2 separate regions of the Pan troglodytes genome follow, and region 1 is linked to region 2. A link is a contact called in public Hi-C data. All regions are on one chromosome and are shown on one strand. The core of a region is the stretch at or near the end of the contact, and the rest is flanking DNA. Distances in the headings are between cores, read along the strand shown. Region 1 has its middle 960 kb from the start of MIR1244-7. Region 2 has its middle 760 kb from the start of MIR1244-7.

Region 1 (5,667 bases), core at 13-2,512, 210 kb before region 2:
GAAGAGAGAATTAAATATACTTCTAAAAGTTCTTGAAGCCTGTGAAACAGGGAAGTTGGAAAAGGGGAATAATTCCTGAAGAAAATAACGTGGGTATAGATAAGAAGTTCTCAACTGGGTCAGTTTTTCCCTCCAGGGGGCATTTGGCAATGCCTGGAGATGTTTTTGGTTGTCATAACTAGGAGGATGAGGGTTGTGCTACTGTCAGCTGGTGGACAGAAACTAGGGATGCTGCTAAACATCCTATAGTGCACAAGACAGCCCCACACAGTAAAGAATTATCTGGTACAGTATGTCAGTAGTGCCAAGGTGGAGAAACCTAGCATAGATATTACAAACAGTTGGAAGGGACCAATATTCATTATCATGTAAATACACGGATGAATAAAATGAAATTCAGAGATTGAATGACTTAGTTAAGGTCCCCAACGAGTGGAGGCCACAGTAACAGAACTGAAATCCAGCTTTCCTAACTACTAGTCAGTGCTCTTCAGAGCGGCCCCATCTGCCTACTCACCCAACTCAGCCCTGGCCCTGAGTCATCCAGTTTGAGATGCTTGGTACCCAGCTGGGAAGTCTAAGCTGAGGGCTAAGCACGAGGTTAGTGGTGGAGGTTTCCATCCTGGTGTAGCTGTAATAGACCTTTTATTTCCAACTAACTTAAAGAAAATATAACAGAAGATATAAACCAAGAAGTGCAGAGGAACCCAGAGGGCTCTTGGAGGGAAGGTCAGAAGTGCCAGAATTGTTTTGACCCAGTGACTTTGAAATCAAATAAAAAGGAATGGCACACGCTGTGAAGCGCAGCATCAAAATCAAGTAGGATGAGGCTTCAAAAGGCCATTGGACTTTTTGGTGGAGGTCATGGTGACATTTGGAGAAAAATTTCCATAGAGTTGTTAGGAAAGCACTGGAGATTTCTGAGAGGGAGAGGAGCAATGAGGTGATGAAGATGTGCGGCTAGCATGTTCCAAGAGCTTCCTCGTGAAAAGGAGAAATTCAGGACTTATGGGACAGCAAGGTCAAGTCAAGGATTTAAGAAGGCAAGAGCTTCACCTGTGTTTGCTGAGAGCAGAGGGGACTTTGGCGGCGTTGGATAGACTTGGCACAGGCACACAGCGAAGAAGAGCCGCGGCGATGCCGTTCTGTGAGCACTAGATGGCAGTAGCGGGGCCCTTTCGGCTCGGTTCGCGGTCCTATAAGGCGCTGCTTGTTTAAGTACATCGCATTTAGTTGAAGCTGCAGGGGAGTGAGGGAGAGGAGGATAGGAAGCAGGAAAGCGGGAGAGCTCGAGGGACGAGGGGGCTCGGTGTGTTTACACCAGGCACGGGCTACGAGCGTCCATCCCGGCCCCTGGCTTGCGCTCCCGAAGAGGAGAGCAAGGCTGTTCTGGGATCCGGCCGTCGTGCGGCAAGAGGCTTGTCTGTCCGGGTTGCCGGAACCAGGAGAACCCAGAGGGAAACCGAGGGAAAGGAGCGGCGCGTTTTACTAGAGAGAGCGCGAGCGGAAGAGGCGAGAGCAGGAGCGCGCGAGGGAGCATCGAGCGCAGCGGAGACATGAGGACCTACTGGCTGCACAGCGTCTGGGTGCTGGGCTTTTTCCTGTCCCTCTTCTCATTGCAAGGTAGGGGGAGGATTCCCTGACCCCTTGCGCCCCCTCCTCCCTGCCGCCGGGCTCCGGGGTGGTCGGTGGAGTAAGAAGCGCTCCGGTTCTGGATGGAACAGGGTTTATTTACAAGTCCTGCGGTGCGCTCCCTGCCCTGCCAGCTCTGCGCCCAGGCTGGGTCCTGAGGCGTGCGGGATTGTGCGGACAGACTTGCTGCAACATCGGTGTTGATGGGGAAATCCGAAGCCAGGGCTTGTGTGTGTGTGTGTGTGTGTGTGTGCGCGCGCGCGCGTGTGAACGGGGGGCAGGATAGAGCGGCGTGTTTTGTGTGTGTGTGTGTGTGTGTGTGTCTTGGTGGGGTGGGGGCTTTTGCGCGAGGTGGTGGCGACGGATCTGGGGTTGCTCCTCTGTAAACTCCAAGAGCCGCGGTGGTGTTCGCTGTCCCCGTGTCCCCGGTGCTGATATCACTGCATTCCTCCTCTTTCAGGAGGGAATTGGCATTAAGTTTAGGAGGCTAGGTATCCGCTTGGCACCTGGTACTTGTATCTCTCTGCAAAATAGCCCCACCAGATTCTTCTGCCCCGAGATGGAGGAGGGATGCGGGAGGGAAGGGAACGGTGAGTGGGGTGGGGAGAGGGGGACACGGGGAGGGGGGGAGGAGGAGAAGAGGGAGGGAGGGAGAGAGTGGGGTGGGGGGGAGAGAGAGAGAGAGAGAATGAATATGAGAATTCACGGGTAATCGCTGCGCTGGCTCATAATGGTCAATGTATTTCATGCTTGCAGGACAAAATTGCTAGCGCTGGGTGTTTACTTTGAAGGGATTGTAGGTTTCTATGTTTTGGGGAGGTTGTAAAATAAATTCATGAAGGTTAAAAATGAAAATACATACATGGTGTTTGCATTTCACTTACAAGCTGGCATCCAGAGCCCTCACGGATGTTAAACATACCTATAATACACGAAGTAATTCCAACATAAAAATATATTATCTTTTTAATCTTCCTGTCTCACTCTTCCTGCTCGTGAGAGGAACCTTGCACAATTAGCCATAGAGAGTCTGTGCTATATTGCTCTACCACTGACGGTTCTACTACATCTTCATGTTTGGGCATTCTGCCATCATTAGGACATTTACCCACGCACATCTCTCATGCTACGGAACACACTCCATTTACACACAGTGTACACATGCACACACAAAGACACATACGCACACACACTGCCTCTCATGAACACTTGGCATGAAATGACCAGACTGGCAATCCTACTCCTGATTTTTTTCTGACAGCTGGTTGCTAATGTTACATTGGTGGGTTTCATTTTTCATTGCTGGGGGATATTTTGTGTAGCTATAAAGCCCTCTTGCTAAATGAAAAGAGAATAGACTCCCTGGCTGTTTACTAGTTGAAGCATTGCAAGGGAATGAATACTATGTTGAAGTTATAGTTTAAAATATGCTTAGGGGAACAGCTGGAACTCACCCATAATACAATTACAAGTTACAGGTTCTAAAAACTTCCTCATCTCAGAACTCACTGACCCATTCCTCTCCTATCTAATTTGTGAGCTCTTGCAATACATGATTCTTCTACTAAGCATGTCTAAATGAAAAATAGAATCCCAATCTTGCTTTGGCTTTTTACATTTTATTTCTTTACATTTTTTCCTTCAAAGCTCACAGGACTTTCTCTGTGATTTCAGATATTGCTGCAATTCAGCTTTTTCATACTGAGACATTAGCATCGTGACTGTACTATGCCAGCAGCAGAGGTTAATCCCTTTCCTTCCTATTCCATTTAACTCTAGGAATTTAGCTCTTCTGATAAAATGCTAAGAATGATGTCATGAATACGTGCTCCTCTTAAGTTTGAGTAAAACTATGGGATATTCATTACTCAGCCATGGGGTCTTATGAGCGAAAGGTACTTCTAAAGGATGAGGAAGGTGTAATGGAACACGAAACCAGATAATTATATTTCAGGAGATCTTCTATTAAAAAAAAAGCCCCCCAGTCTTTTTCAATGATAACATAGTAAACTATAGTAACAATTCTCTGAATTTTCTGGTCTCATTTGGGCAAAGCAAATAGCTTTTCCTCCCCGGGAATATTGTTCTTTCTAAAGAGGAGTTTTCAAGGTTTTGCTAAATAGAGTTTAGCACATTGTGGGAAGTGGCCTCAGTTCTCAAGCTTTGGGATCCCCCAGTGTGTGGCACACACTAGGCAGCAGTAACGTTGAGTAATGGGATAGGAGAAGAAGGCAGTGCAGCTGGATGAGGCTAAGAAACATGGAGATCACTCGCAAACAACTGCCATACACATTATCTCCTGCCATCATCATGGCAGGGCTTGAACTGTTTCCTGACAACATGCTCTCCTCTCTCTTACACATATGTACATGTAGACACACACGTACACACTCCTCAGTGTCAAAGTATGTGGCCCTTTTGAATTGGCCCCATCCCTTGTTTACTATCTCCATTCTTCAGCACAGTTGCTTCTGCTGTTTCTTACCATTATGTTCATGGATTCACAGATTAATGCTGTTCTTGGTGTTCATTCTTAATTAGAATCCATTTGTTCAAGAATGTTTAATGTAAGTACTTGAGGCTATGTGGTTCTGAGGTGGAGGGATATTTACAGAATGATTTGGGCTTGCCCCATGAGAAAAAGACTATTTAGTCTAAGTCATTATTTTGTGACCGTGGGCAAGTCGGGCATATATTCTTGAGGTTCAGTAATAATTATGTTCTGTTTTTCATGAATGATATAATAATCATTATCATTATTTTGAAATAGATCATAAAAGATAGCTTAGTCAAGATGTGTTCACATGTGAATAAAAACTATAGTTTTTTCTCTGTTGTTCTTTTTCCAAATATCCTAGAGTACTTTGATATAGTTGAGTATATTCATCTATGCAATGTCCTTGTGATGTTGGTAGGGAGAACTTCTAACCTTTTGTGCAATGACGAGAAGGTTATATAATGGCCCAGCGAGGTTTCATCCTTGATATCCTGGCAACTGTAGTTTATATTAATGACATCTCCATTGATAAAGGGTCTCTGAGGTTTCCAGAAGAAAGTTTTTTAGATATTCATGAGTGTACTAATATCATCAATTTACCTGTAACTTTGATTAAGCAAAGAAAGCAAACCCATACACACACACAAACAAACAAAAAACCCCACTTTTCTCAGGACTTTCCATTTGTTCCCAGCTTAGTTTGAGGTCCTGCTTCATTGGCTTAGATCTGGCCAGGTCTGTTTGTCATCTGGCATCTGTCTCTTCTTTCTCATGCTCCAGATCCAGAGCCAGAGAGCAGCCACTGCTTTGCTCTGAGGTTGGCTCTATTTTCTCCCTTTGGCATATGGGATGGCAGTAGCCCTGTGCCCTTTTGGTACTGCAGAAGAGATGGATTCCACTTGGCCCATCCCACCCCCATCTCTGGTTCACCTGGGCATGAAGGTTTCCTTGGCTTCTGCCTGCAGCCATATTTGGGCTGCTTCCAGGAAAAGAGAAGAATGTAGTGACACTGCAGCAGAGGCAGCTTAGCCGACAAACCCCCAACCCCAACACCAGAAGAGCAGGGAGTGCTGCTGCTGATTAGTGAGGGAGCAGCAGAAATACCTAGGATGGGAATGTTCTGTCCAACTACTATGAGGCTTCCATTAAGAGCTCTGTCTAAACTGCTCACAGCGGCACTCCCCAGCCTCCTCCCAATAGTTCCAATGAAAACGAGTTGGTGAAATCTCTTTAGAGGTTTTTGACAAGTGCCTCTGCCAAAGAATAAAAATGATACCCTTCAGGAAATATATTTTAGAGTCCAAGATGTATATTGTTTTAATATTAAGTACAATAGCAACTAATTAAAATATTTTTTCAAGAGGCACTGTCTCTGTCACCCAGGCTGGAGTGCAGTGGCATGATAATAGCTCACTGTAACCTCAAGCTCCCTAGCTCAAAGGATCCTGCCACCTCAGCTTCCCAAGTAGCTTAGACTACAGGCACACACCACCATTCCCAGCTAATTTTGTTTTTTATTTTTCTTCTTTGTAGAAATG
Region 2 (5,075 bases), core at 1,769-4,268:
GGTGGTTCATTTGTATGTAAATCTAAAGTAAAAATAAATAAAAATTCAGCCATTAAATTCACTTGAGGGACAGAACTTTCTGTTTCTATAAATCTTGATTTTTTAGAACATTTAAGCTTTTCAGAATACAAAACTGCATATGTATACACACACACACACACATACAAATGCATACACATGTGTTTATATTTCTAAAGTAGAGAGGTTACCAGACACAATTATTTTATATACAGTGCTTAATTAAAGGATTATCATTCTCCTTCATATGCATCAAGAAATGTAACCAGATAAACAATTATGGAATTACAGTCAAGAGTCTGACAAAAATACATAAAATTAGTATTATATGAAATGTCTGTTTATGCAAAAGCAAATGATCAATATTATCAATTTCAGTAAAAGCTCTTAATTAGAGAAAGTTTTATAGGGGACAAAATGAACCAGGAACTGGGCATAAGTCAGTTCTATAGACATATTGGTCTCTAGAATCCTTTTTGAAAGTAGGGCAGTATAAATTATAGAGAAATGTAGACATATTTAAAGAAGTGAGTATTCTATGGGGAGTAATAAACCCCTAGAACTACTTTTTATTGATTAGAGACTTAGGTGGCTTCCATTCCGCAAGCACTCAGGAGTCTGACTGCTTCCAGAGCTTGGAAGAATTGGCTTTAAGGGTGTATATACTTTCTGCAGGTACTTGCTGAGAACTCAGCCTTGTGTAGGCTATGGGACTCTTTGGTTGAGATAATTTTCAACTGCAGTTTGTGTCTTGTCTATCTGAAGTAACTGGATGACACAAAGAAGTGCCCCTTTTGTGAGTGTCATGGCATCTGAGTACCCACATGGGTTATGGGTGTCACATGCGGGGGCAGGGTTCTCTCCTCTGAACAGGGTGTTGTGTGTCTGTCCAGCTCTTTTCGCATAGAGAGTTAAGGTCCAGGCTCATTTTATCTATGTCTCATAAACATAGGAGTATCATATGTGGGAGGGTCATTGGCACTATCTGCATATGGCACTCTCACAAACTGACAGACAGATCGGAACACTGCTAATAGGCACATCTGTGGTGAAATGCGCCAAAAATCAACATGTTTCCTCATAACAAAATATGCATAGCACAACAAACATATGTATGGCAGTGTGATTTAAAAACCCTACAAGTTACCATAAATACAAAATACCAAATTATAATATTATATACCTTTATTATCAGAAAACTTAAGTGAAACGTTTAGTCACCGAAGAATAAATATCTTAGACATACTAAAAACGTCCTTTGCAATCTTGATTCAACATTTTGCTACGTTCTCTTAGCTTTCTTCCACCAATTTTTCTTGGTTTCTCCTGAATATGAGTATCCATAAAAGCAATAGTAATAATACTTTATACATTGATATTCTATAGCACCTTAATTTACAAAGAGTTTTTTTTCACATACATTATCTATTTTTCAGCAATCTTATCTGGCTAATGAGTAAGTGTGTGTGTGTGTGTGTATGTGTGTGTATGTGTGTGTGACTATATGTGAAAGATGAGACTTTATTTACTGGGCCTAACAACAAATTCATCTAAAGTTCCTAAAAAATAATGTTGTGTGGTTTAAGTATCTTATTCTTCTATTTGCTTCTTTGAAAAACATGCCTATGTATCACCTGATTTTCAGTTTTTGAAACACATTGACCCAGGGATCATTATCCTATTGTACCTACCCCACTGTCTCCATGTTTGTGAGTTACAATTTTTCTCATAAGAGAATTTATTATTAAAGGATATAAAAGACATTTTAGTCACATGATAGTAAGACTATTGATACTATAATTATCTATGTCTTCAAGAATCTCCCAGTCAATAGGATCTCTTTTTCTGAGCCTGGTTCTGAACAAGTTGAGAATAAAGTGAAGGAAAAATGGAGGCCAAAATGTCATCTTAGTACTGATAATGACTAATTTATTTGTTGCATTTTGAGGTCTGTTAGGATGTGGCTTTGCTAATACTGAACCCTTGACTTAGAAGTCTTACCACTCCGGAAAGGCAGCTCTGTCCCTGGGAAGGCTGCCCCAGAGCCTGCAAAGGTAGGTTCCTGCAGGACTCGTAGCAAGGAGAAGCTGAGGAGGCTGTTGTCTCAGTGGGAAGGCCCCTTCCCATAAGAAGGAAGAGTGAATCTGAGCCAACAGCATTATTCTTCCCAAATTTAACCATCAGCTGTGCTATACCAACTCCCCAGAGGAAATATGTAAAGGGATGGATAGAAACCAGGAGCGTGCTTAGGGAAAATATTCCCATATGGAAATGGGGAGCAGAGAAAAGGCATTCCTTTCTAATAATATATTTACCTAACTGATCATATAATCACAAAATAACTTGTAAGAATTGGGCCAAGGAAATATGGCAAAGCCTCATTTAAAACAAATTTGGTAAATATTAAACAAGATCTGTTTCACAGGGGGTATGCCGTATTTGGATTTGCAGAAGACTGGTTTGAATCAAAATGAAGATGGGCCAGAGATTTAGTTTTTGGAGTGTGCATATAATTTTTGGTCTGTTATCAAGCCTTACTTTGATAAATGGATGTAAGCTAATCGCTAAATGCATACTTACCAGTGTCACTCAGACAGTGCTCAGCAGCTGTCTGTCCTATTTGTGAAACTGATTAGAATCTAAGACAAGTTCTTTGTGTCGAAGGCCTTGTAGCCGCTGCATGATCAAACAGGATTGAAGCCTGGGTGCAGAGAAGAGGGCAGATGGATTCTCATCTTCTATCTTATGGTCCTCAGCAAAGGAATGTTATTGAGATATCCTTCCAAGAAGTTTAAATAGAAGTGTCTGTTGGCAAAATGAAAACAAATGGAGAAGCCAGTGAGACCCACACAGGGGTCTCAGTTTCCTGCTGCCTACAGCCCCTGTGGGAGAGGCAAGCTGGCACTTTTATTCAGAAGAATGCATCTCAGTCAGAGGCAGGAGCTGTCAGAATTAGCAGGGAGGAGGAGGTGCTTTCCCCTGATAGCTTGCTAAGCTCCCTGGAATTCTCTGACATTGCTGAATCTGTTAGAGGCCAATATTCAGTCAGCTTAAGGAGATGGGCTTTTTGACTCCCCCAAGATGCTAAACTCATCAATTGGTCTAATCAGTGTATCTCCTTGGAAACACCATTGGGAACTCCACAAATGCAACAGTTCCATCCTTGTTGCTTTCTCTGACTATTCACATTCAAGAAGAATCTGCAGACAATGCATTCAACTGCTGGTTCCCTTCAGGCACTGTTTACTGGCACTTTCTTCTACCCTGTAGTTCTCAGTGCTACTCTCTGCTCAGGCCCACCATGGTTGTCCTCTTTTCTCATAGTTTTTTCTGGCCCTTCCTTCCAACCTCTCAGTAAAAGCAGTACTAGAGACTGTCTGAATGATTTTTTTCTTAACATCTAGGGGGTTGAGAATGATGCCTGGCTCACAACTTCCTGTATACTCTGTGGACACTGCTTGCTGGTCTCTAGAAGTGGGGTTAGTTTTATTGTCCAAACTCTTGTTTCAATAAATTTGTGACTGTACTCGAGAACAAGATGGAGATCAAGGAAGCATAGGTTGTGTCCAGAGTGCAAAATGGTGCATCAAAGTGATGTTCCAAAGTTGCAAAAAGGAAGAAATTATTCTGCTGTATGAAAACTGGTGTATGAAAAAACTGATAGCCTCTGTTTCACCAAAGAACAGAAAATTAGCCTTGTTTCGGGTCAGGCTTAATTATCAGGGGGAAAATAAAGGAGTATGTTGACCTTCCACACTGAAAACTACATACTTGAATACCAGGACTTTTGTTAATATGCTTGCATGCTTAGGAAGGACATTAATAAAAGCAAAAATCTCTTATTTCCTGCAGCTTTGTCTCCCTTAGTGGCTAGTAAATTGCTGATTATTAAATTGATTAGAGAGGTTAGGTGAATAGAACTCTGGTTTTGCAGATCAGAATGTCATGTCAAGCATGTCATATTCCCCTGACTTACATGTGCAAATGTCACTCTACTTTGTCCCCAAATGATAGACAAAGATGTGAGACAAAGAGTGGGAGTATAGTATAGTATTGCTTTCTCATGGCACCTTTGGAAGCTAAGCAAAATTTTCTACCGTAAATGCCTAAAACTGATAGAAAACTAAGGGAAAAAAACTATGCTACGGGTACTCTGTGTTTTTCCCTACCCCTGAAAAAAAAGTAGTTGTAAAGCCCTTCCGCATATACTATCTCATTAGATTTTCGCAACAAATTTGTGAAGTAAGAACTGTTTTATTTTTTAATTTCTCTCTGTTCCTTTCCATGTTTGTAAAGTAGAGATCATAATATGAATTTCAGGGGCTTGTTTTGAAAAGGAAATGAGATTATATCAATCCCTTACTGTGTGTTTCAGTTTGGGTTGTTCAAGAAGCAGAGACCTAGATGGAATAAATCATTGTAGAGATTTACTGGGAAAAAAATACATGTGAAGAATTGAGGAGAAGACAGCAGAGAAGGTGAAAGGAGGCTTCAGATTGCAATGTAGTTCTGACATATGTGAGCAAAGGACCACACAGATAAAGGATTGGTTTGGGAGAGCTTCAGAGTGGGATTCTGAAAAAGACTCAATCCAAATAAAAAGTTGCCTGCTAGGTGTCTGCAATGGGAAGAAACAGGTCAGTTCTAATACCCTACTGAGTCATTGTCTGAGAACAGCCTGGAGGAAGCATGGCCCTAGTGCAAGCTCCCCGTGGATCCCAAAGGGTAGCTGCTGGAGGCTCTCATCCCACATGGCCTCCTGGCAGCAGATGCTCTTGAAGGGAGACCATTGTGGAGTGGGGCATGTCCATGACCCTCACAGTACAGGTGCCTGGAATGTATTAAGCACTTGAAATGAGTTAACTATTATTATTCCCATTACACAGATAAGGAAGCTGTATATCCAATGGCAATGTGTGATTTGGCTAGGATTCTTTGTAACAGAGTCGAGGCTTAAACCTACATTTCTGCCTCTGGATCTTATGCTCTGTCAAGCACATCACACAGCTGCTCTTTAACAGCATGTACTTAATGCATTTCCTTCTGTGATGCTAATT

The links. A called contact is a pair of places that touch in the nucleus more often than the background predicts.
Region 1: a Hi-C map of stem cell-derived neural progenitor cells shows a contact between it and region 2, with 2.9 times the contacts expected there. The contact joins two enhancer-like sites. A contact is called at or near these places in 1 of 7 Hi-C or Micro-C datasets (stem cell-derived neural progenitor cells) and 1 of 1 datasets of contacts at active chromatin or transcription factors (stem cell-derived excitatory neurons).

What each region holds. Positions count from the first base shown.
Region 1 is chr2:121,316,001-121,321,667 of NHGRI_mPanTro3-v2.0_pri, reverse strand. No RefSeq gene overlaps it. Among named protein-coding and RNA genes, the nearest start is that of MIR1244-7, 960 kb to the right of the region's middle. Within about 2 kb of position 1,262, at least 16 of the 24 cell types and tissues checked have an H3K27ac peak or open chromatin away from gene starts, as enhancers often do. A contact at or near this core is called in stem cell-derived neural progenitor cells, where this site is marked.
Region 2 is chr2:121,111,149-121,116,223 of NHGRI_mPanTro3-v2.0_pri, reverse strand. No RefSeq gene overlaps it. Among named protein-coding and RNA genes, the nearest start is that of MIR1244-7, 760 kb to the right of the region's middle. Within about 2 kb of position 3,018, at least 7 of the 24 cell types and tissues checked have an H3K27ac peak or open chromatin away from gene starts, as enhancers often do. A contact at or near this core is called in stem cell-derived neural progenitor cells, where this site is marked.